Linked DNA regions of Arachis hypogaea: region 2 is linked to region 1. A link is a contact called in public Hi-C data. All regions are on one chromosome and are shown on one strand. The core of a region is the stretch at or near the end of the contact, and the rest is flanking DNA. Distances in the headings are between cores, read along the strand shown. Region 1 holds the start of LOC112765745 (reticulon-like protein B16). Region 2 holds the start of LOC112765630 (probable methyltransferase At1g29790).

Region 1 (4,648 bases), core at 1,462-3,961:
TAGTATATACATGTCCAAAAGGGGGAAAATGAAAGTATGGATGCTCAAGAAGAAAAAGAATGTTTGTGAAGAAAAAGAGTTCCATTCATCTAAAAAACAAATAACCAGTATAAATTATATCTTCATATCAAAATTTTCAACTCCAACAAATATCAATGTAATACCCGACCTGTTAGATTTATAACAAAACAAATGGAAGATAGAGTATGCAGACCCAAAAGAGAAAGTTAAAATAGAACTTCAATCTCTTACCAACGGTAGTAGGAAGCTGTGCGTCGTATTCAGACATGAAACCAACTCTTCGAAATGTAAGTCGTAGCCCTACCAAATAGACTGCCCTGATCTGGACAAATAACTAACGCGTTAGTTGAATTAATACCATTACTGGCAACAAGCTTCACAGTGACAGCATCAAAATAAGTGTTCCATATTCAATCATCACTGCCCAAATCATAATAATCTTCCAAATCTCCAATGCAACTAATACATCAACACCAATAAACTCAAGAAACTGGAAGCACGAACAAACATACAATTACATTTAATAAATAAACTTACTCAAAGCTTCACAAAGATGATACAAACAAAACTTCCCCACAATTCGAACTAATGCTTTAGGTTAAATTACCAAAATCACAGGCATAACCATCAAAGCCAAGAAATTTTCTTTGTTACACAATCTACACAAAATACAGTGATTAAACATGGCATGATCCCACTCATAATTAGTATGGATATATAATAAACAACCAATCGAACAATTATTTTAACGGGAAAAGATATTGAAAGCCAAATTACATGGTTTCTTCAACGTAACGATGATTCAAATAGAATCTTATAAAAGCACGGTTAGTAAAGCGTAGGGTTAGGGGAGAGAAACATGAATCAGATCATCAAATTCTGTGTGATAAACCCTAGAATTTGATAAAAGCAAGGTTAGAAGAGAACGCTGAAAGGGAAAAAGAAAGAAAACTAGGTGGAACGTTGCTTGGTTGAAAATTAGGGTTTATGAAGGGTGAATCAAATGGAATCAAATGTTGGTGACTCCTCTCAAATTCTGGAAGGAAGGAAGAAATGAAGAATACTCAAAAGGTAGTTAGTATTTACCAGCTGACTTAACCCTTGCTAGCTGGTAAGTTAAGGCACAAGTGTGATCCTTTTCCTTCTCATACTTATCAAAATCGAATGGATAATCAACTCACTCAAAGTGCTGGATCAGGGAATGTAGATTAGTAGTTTAACCCATAGTTATCAAAATCGAACCAGTAATTTACCCGGTCACACACCCGGGTCACCGGGTCAGTGGGTTACAGGTTCAACTGGTGGGTCATTGATTCATTCGGTTGACCCGGTCATAATTAAATAAAAATATAAAATTATAAAAATAAAATTAACATCAAAAGTTGAAACTTAAAATGATGTCTTCACAAACATATTAATAACAATCAAGTATCAATTCTTAGACATAACTAATTATGCAAAAAGAGATAATAAACTAATCACTAGTACAAAATACTTTCTAAATTTAAATGAACAAGAGAGGGCGAAAAATCACACAATCAGTAAATCAAATCCAAAAAATAATCTGAAAATTGACATCTATATCTTCATAGGACAAATTTGAAGCTTGACCGACATTTCCTTCATTTTAATTTGCATCTATATCTTCATTTGTGTATTTTTCACAAATCAATACCAAGAATAATTCATAATAATACAAACAGAAAGCATGGAAACAACAATTTAACTGAATAATTTTATTCTGAGTTGCAGAGAACATGAACCCCATTTTCAACAACAAATTCAACTATAATAATTTTCAGCAACAAAAGATTTAGCTCAAAAGATGATTTACAGACATCAGCATAAAATTTGGCCAAGTAATTATTTCACCAAGACAACAATAGCTTCAATCGTAATGATAATTAATAACAATTTTAACTCAGTGCTGATTTTCAGTAACAAACAAATTCAAGTGAGTGTTTATTACATCAACAAACTCAACGTTCAATCAGAAACAAATTCATTCAGCAATGAATAAATTGAAGTTAAGTGATTATTTCAGCAAGACAACAAATTCAACGTTCAGTGATAATCAGGAATAAATTGCAGCAACACATTCAACTTTCAGCAACAAATTTAACTTTCAGTAACAAAATCAAACTGCAGTTATGAATTACAGCATCGAAATTGAAACAGAAAGAAAGGGGGAATTTGTTGGAACTCACCAAATCGGGTTGCGCCAAGGAAGCTGACGGCGAGGCTCCAAGCAAGAAGACGAACGAAGACCAGCCCACCGGGACCTGCTGCCTCTGCTTCTGGTGACGGCGAGCGTAGGCGAAGGCGCGCGACTGGGTTCCGTGTGGTTCCGTCTGGTTCTCCCGCCCGCGAAGCGAGCCCAGGAAGGCGGTGACTCAGCTTGAGACGGTGAGGACAGAGCGCTGACGAGCTTGATTCCAAAACGGTGAGTGCCAGACCGAGAGAGAAGTGACACACCGGAGACGAGAGTGGCGTAGAGAGGTGAGAGAGCTTGAGGGAGAGAATGGCGAGAAAGAGACCCCAAAGGAGAGACGTTGAGGCTTGAGGGCAGGGGTGGGTCACTGCGGATCAGATTAGGGCATTTGGGGGTGGGGGTTGGCAAACATAGTTATCAAAATCGAACCGATAATAGACCCAGTCTACTGAATCAATAGATTATTAATTCAACTTATGGGTTATAAGTTGAATCGATAAATTCGGTTATAATAAAATAATTATATAAAATTTAATTTTTTTATAATAATTTTTTTATATTAAATTAATTTATTTTTTTATTTATTAATTAAATAGTATCTATTATATTATTTAAATATATATTAAAATATATTAATATTAATAGATGTCATATAATTATCAATAACAAAAAATATTATGATTAGTAAAAGTTTTTTGCTTATTTTTTTTAATTTATAGATATTTAACAAAGTTTAATGTTTATTTTAATAATTATATATAATTAAAAATTAATTAATTTAAGAAAGAATAAATATAAAATAAAAAATTAAATTAATATGAACACTATTCATTAGAATAAAAAGACAAAAAAATAAAAAATATTTTAAATTAACATGACTAAAAGAATTAATACATAAAGTTATTAATTAGAATATGTCTAATAGTTTGTAATATATTTATAAAAAGGCATAATATAATACAAAGACTAAACTTGGTCTAGTGGTTGAAGACTCCTTTATATTTTGAAGGTGTCAAGTTCGAACTCAGCAGATCAACCGATCAGGTTCAATTCTAGGTTTAGGCCATATTTGACCGAGTTTTTTGAATTTGACCGATTTGTTCGTTTGTTCCGATCTGGATTTGATAACTATGTTGGCAAACGACGCCGTTTCTTTTTTTAAAATTATGTATGAGCCGGTCTGGGTCATATAAACCGGGTGGATCACCGGTTTTATTAAAACCCGTCTGGATCAATTTGGTTTTTGCCGGGTCTGATACAAGAGTGGTCTAATTAGTGGCTCAACCCGACCAAATGACTGGGTGACTAGGTCTCTGATCGAACTGGCCGGATCGAGTCAAATTTGATAATTATGGTTTAACACATGAATCACTAATTAAATTATTTCTTTTAAATTTAATTCAATAAATATAAAATATATATAATATATATAATATTATTAATATCTAATAATAATATGTTGTTTCGCTTTTCAGATTTTACAATAAAATATATGAATAAACTATCAAATATCGTTTTAATGTTTTTTCATATTCAATGGTATTAACACAGATGAAAATGATAATTATCTTATTTTTTAGTGCTAAAATAGTAAAATATAATTACTAAAATATCAATAAGACGATATTATGAGTTCATTTCAATACTCAATTTATTACATTTTGTGATTAAATTACAAATATTTTTTTAAGAGTGTTTTGTTTTTTGGTTTATAAGTAATTCACAGAAACTCAATCTGTCAAAGCAGGAACAATCTGTTACACAATGCTTGCAATAACGAAAACATCACCACATATCAAGAATATGCCATAACCTATGAGTTTATTTCAATACACAAAATATTTTGTTTTACTATAATGTTGTTATCCATGATTTCTAATTTTGAACACAAAATTTAATATGCTTTAACAAAGATTAACAAAGTTTTCAACCCAATTTTAACAAGCTTAGCACAATGATTAACAACAGAAGAAAAAAGTATTGAATGAGGCAATGAGCACAGAATTTATCATAAAAAATTTTTTAACAAAATTTAACAACGAAAAAAAGGCAAGAACAAGTCAGTAACAATTTATTAGTATCAATTTATTACCAATCACTAAGCCAGTAACAAAGTTAATCAACCCAGAACAAGCAACAACAAAGCTAGTAAGTCAGTAATCAAGTTAAAATTTATCATCAAGCAGTGAGCAAAGCCAATCAACCAAGAAAAAACACTAAGCATTAATTGAGCATTCCCTTAGGCGAGGGCAGTGGCCAGAGATTTGAGAGCGACGAACGATGGAAAGCTGGCGACGAACACTGGTGAGCTAGCAACGAACGACGGGGAGTTGGTGACAAACGCTAGCGAGCTAGCGATGAACACGGCAGACGGACGGCAGAGGAGCAGAACCTGGAGATGCTGGTGTTGGGCAA
Region 2 (4,648 bases), core at 1,213-3,712, 170 kb after region 1:
ATATATATCAGATGCAATATTTCTAAAATATTTGACAAAATGCTCACCGAATGCAAGTCTTAGCATTTCATATGTTCATCACTTTTACATAATTTCAATTTATCTTCCACACGAAGACAAGTGATATTACTAGATATTTGACTTCAAAGAAACTTGATTTACTTCTGTAGGAATAAGATCAAGCAGAAGATGATATGGAAGTGTGAATAAATTATCACTTTTTTAGTACATTAGATAATCGTTACTGCTTGTCTAAAGCTCACAGCAGGAATGCATGTGTTCCAGAAAATATGGTAGCTTGTTGCCATACAATAAGCGGAAAACAATTACAAGAATGCTATTTTGGACATTCATATTACAGTATGTAGAATTATAATAGGAGTGTTTGTAGACACACTACATGATAGTTAATTCTGCTAGGAGGAATGTTTATTCTGTTAATGAAAGAGTTCATGGCAATCAAGAATGGAAGATTATAACTACAATATCTAAAGACATAAGTTAACCTTGTTCCAAAAATACAATTCATTTATCAGTTTCTAAAAATTTACCAACTAGTCAACTACAAAATAGCTAATACCAGAATACATATAAAAGATAACCTAAAAGAGCCATTCATGCACTCCACTTCAGATAGAGGATTTGATGATGTTAGAAGCACCTCATATTCAGAAGCAAGAGTGTTCTTACCTCTTTCCTTCCGGTGTTGCATTAGTCCCTACGCTTTACACCCTTACTGGCTTCTGAAGAACAGCAGATAAGACAACTTCAGACTTGCCTGATCCAAGACTATCAATTTTCTCTCCCACAACCCATTTCAACTTTTTATATCCAAACTTTTCGATCAACCGAGTCAGTTCTCTCTTCTTCTCATCACTTGTGCAATAGAAGTTGTCCAGCCAAAACAAGCCATCCGGGCGCAAAATGCGATCAATGTCGAACATCAAAAACTCTAACTTCTCTGGTTTCCCACCAACATCCAAGGAACTTGCAGCATGGACCAAGTCAAACACATTGTCATAGAACGGGAACCTATGATCTAAGCTCAAGTAAAGAGGGAATAATCCCCTTGCCGCAATGAATTCGCTGAAAGGGGCATCAACATTCAGAGTACTAGTAACCACAGTTACATTCCTTTCGGCCATTCTAGCGGCAAAGGAGCCAGAGCCACCTCCAAGATCAAGCCCAACTCTGATTCCACCACTTCCCAGTTCCAACACATCATCAATGAGAAAGTCATTCTTACCCCTAGCCTTAATAAACCTCTGACTCTCATAACCATTAAGCAAATCAAAACAGCCAATACACTCTCTATTCAACTTCTTCCCATTCAAACACTGAAAATTCTTACAACTAAGACCACTCCAGTTAACAGTTTTATTAGCAACAAGTTTCCAAAGTGAATCAGGAAAAGGATAAAGGCCGACCTTGGAAACGAACTTAGCAAAACACCTTCTTCGAGGCAAAGGCTCACAGGCACGCAAGATAAGCTTCTGCGCCAAAATCCAATCATCTTGGCAGCTTCCATAAACCTTGTAAGTCATGTACTGAGACAACAAGTCGGAGGATTTCTCGCAGGAATGGCCAACAGATGGCACCATCTCAGTGATTCCAGTCTTGGAATCCTTGCCGAGAGGGAGCTGGTGTTGCTGGAGAAAGAGTTTGAGCTCGGGTGCAATGTTGGGCCTTGAAAGATCGATGGTATCGTAACCGAGAAGCTGTTTCTCCATCTGGGCAAGCTTCTTCTGAGAGGAATCGATCTCGTTGAGTATGAGCTGGACCTGCTCGGAGATGAGGGAGAAGTTCTTGTGAGCATGCTGGAGGAGAAGGTGCTGGCTTTGGTGGTGTTTGTTGGAAGCGGTGAAAGCGTAGAGTGCGAAGAGGTTGGTGGTGATAACGGAGAATATCATGAGGATGTTGACAGCTGAAGAACACACAGTGGCACTCTTGAATCTCGCAGTTCCATCGCCTATCTTCAGAGAAACAGAACCCATCTCAGTGAGAGTTTTGAGTGTTCCAAACTCAGTGATGGATAGATTTGGATATCTCGTGAATGAAGGAACTCTTCTCACACTCTCACTGCAACACTCTTGTCGGTTGCGCTTGTTACTTACTTATCAACATGTGAGCTTTTCATTATTCGCTTCAAACAAATGCGCAGTGCTTCCCTCTCTCTGCACTTACTACACCGCAGCGGAATATGTGTCGTACTGTCTATTTTCGTTTTCCATTACATATTATTTTGATATGATAGTTGGGGATAAAACCGCCTCAAATTTCGTAATCTCCTTCCGTTTTAGCGATTGCCACAACCCTCGTTAGATTTTGGTAGATAATCTCCGCTATTTCCAGCACATACTAGCGGATTATAACTTCCGCAAAGACATTTCAAACTCCACTTCACTACCACAAAAGCACCACCATCTACATTAAAAAATCGCCGAATTTTCTATTTAATATTTCGTATAAAGATTAATTCTCCATTATTTATTTATTTATTGGTTGGAAGTGATCAATTACATTAATCTTCAAATCCAAGTGTTGGGCAGAGGGCACTAGTGCCCAATACATCAGTAATTTGCAATCTTGCATGACTATCTTAAAAAGAACAGCATATAGTTTTGTTACTGAGATTACTCTTCTATCTATTAGGTGTTACAAGTGCTAGAGACTTTAAAAAACATTTTTTCACTCCACAGATCCACTGCAATAAAAATTTGAAAATTCTATTAGCCAGACCAGGAAGAAACCACACCAAGGGATGCAAGCCATGCTATAATTACTGGAATCCCCCTCTGAATTACAATAGTTACTCGAATCCCAATTTCAAAGGTCAACAAAGACCATCTCTTGCATAGTTTGCGTTTGGATAATAATCTAGTATCATTTGACAGCTTTTTGTCCTAAAATATAACTAAGCTTAAGAGCTTACAGTGAGCAAAACAAATTCTAGGATGAAATTACTGCAGTTTCAAATTTTGCATTCAGAAACAATAATTATTACACGAGTCACATGCATATTTGTTTAATCAATATCAATAATTCAACTCTAAAATACAGCAAAGCACAGAACAGCCGTGATCTCATGTCATGTACTCTCCCCGCCAAAAAGAAATGAGAGAATGTGTGAGAAAATTGGAACATTTTCTGGCTGTTGGTAGGTTCAACAATACATGACTATTGCTTCTTCTCCTCTGCTTTCCTGGGCTGAAAAGAAGGGCACATGAAAGAAAAAGAAAATTAATAGAATAGGTATAGATCATATATTTAAATGGACGGAATGATATTGAGAAACATAAATTGTAAGATCATGCAGAGAAATTAGTTGCATTTTGCAAAAGCATATGTATTACTAGTGCATCAATGAGTAACCACATAAAGATAGCATACAGACAACTAATATGGATTATTATATAGCATTATTTATATATCCGGGGAAGAAATTATGTCCATCTTATAGCAAAATTCTGGAACATACAGTTAATCAATACGGATGGTTTCTTCTTTGCTGTTTCTAGCAACATATGACATGTACCTTGGTAGTAAAATCAATGAATCCATAGTGCACACTTAGGAACTTCAATTTATCTCAGAATTGTAATGTATCTTCCTTATTCTATATAACAATACAAGCAAAAAATACCTTGCAAACACCCTAATAAAAATGTGCAATTTTGCATTAAAATTTATTACAGGCAAGATCAAATTAAAGTAGGATATCAGGCATGAAGAACAGGAAAACCACCAAACTCATCATTGCTCCTATGAGAAAAGCTATACTCATCATGCGACAAAGAGATTAAATGCGACATCCACTACTCATATTTGAGATTGAAAAATGCAATCCATGGATGTTTAAGTTTGAAAATCAAAATTACTGTCCCAGATAAATGTAAGAGCAGTTTTCCGTTTCCATACAATTCTAAATTCCAAAAGTAAAGACGATAATGCAGCACCAATTACCATCCAGAAAGTAACAGAAAAAGATCCGCAATGAAATAAAAAGCAGAGAATTAACATTGAAAGGAACCGCACCAAACATAATCGCAAGTAAACAAAATCGATAAAGCGAGAAAAAACAAACCTTGACGCCAGGTGCGGGCTGAGATAGCTCTTCTTTGGGAATGATGACGGGCCATGACTCACCAGCTTCTCGGAACATCTGCTCGGTCTCTAGGGTTTGGCCTTTTTCAAGAATCATGGTCCTTATGCTCTGTGCAGGGGTTGAGGTCGCATCGAAGGCTTGCTCGACGCCGTTGACGAAGGTCACCGTGATCTGCGGCGGGTGTTCGTCGGTTCGGCGCTTCACCTCCACCTGGCACGCAGGGTTTGATTCCCTCGCCTTGCGTGAGTTGCACTGTGCCATGAACTCCATACACGATGCTATTCGCGGGTCCAGCGCATTGTACTCGATCTTCACTTTTGATAGGAACTTCAACATTTTCTCACTCGGAGGTGATGGAGAGCAAAACGCCACAACCGCACCGGAGAGATTTTCCGATGTGATGGAAACACCACAAATTGCAAGACGAAGTTTTTTGCTGACAATGGTTTAGGGTTCCATTTTTACACATGAGCTCGTTACTGGGGAAAAAAAATCCGAGTTAGCCTGAGTTCTCTCTAGTTTTTTTATTATTATTATTGAAAA

What was found. A called contact is a pair of places that touch in the nucleus more often than the background predicts.
Region 2: a contact with region 1 is called in a Hi-C map of leaf, with 4 times the contacts expected there. The contact joins the promoter of LOC112765630 here to the promoter of LOC112765745 in region 1. A contact is called at or near these places in 6 of 8 Hi-C or Micro-C datasets (leaf and an unstated tissue).

The regions. Positions count from the first base shown.
Region 1 is chr17:110,037,241-110,041,888 of arahy.Tifrunner.gnm2.J5K5, forward strand. LOC112765745 (reticulon-like protein B16) reads right to left here and starts at 2,712. Exons shown (of 7, transcript XR_011875503.1): 1 at 2,229-2,712; 2 at 253-343.
Region 2 is chr17:110,211,796-110,216,443 of arahy.Tifrunner.gnm2.J5K5, forward strand. LOC112765630 (probable methyltransferase At1g29790) reads right to left here and starts at 2,463. Exons shown (of 1, transcript XM_025811517.3): 1 at 402-2,463. The coding sequence starts at 1,994. The coding sequence ends at 726. LOC112764893 reads right to left here and starts at 4,572. Exons shown (of 2, transcript XM_025810712.3): 1 at 4,085-4,572; 2 at 2,951-3,207. The coding sequence starts at 4,441. The coding sequence ends at 3,178.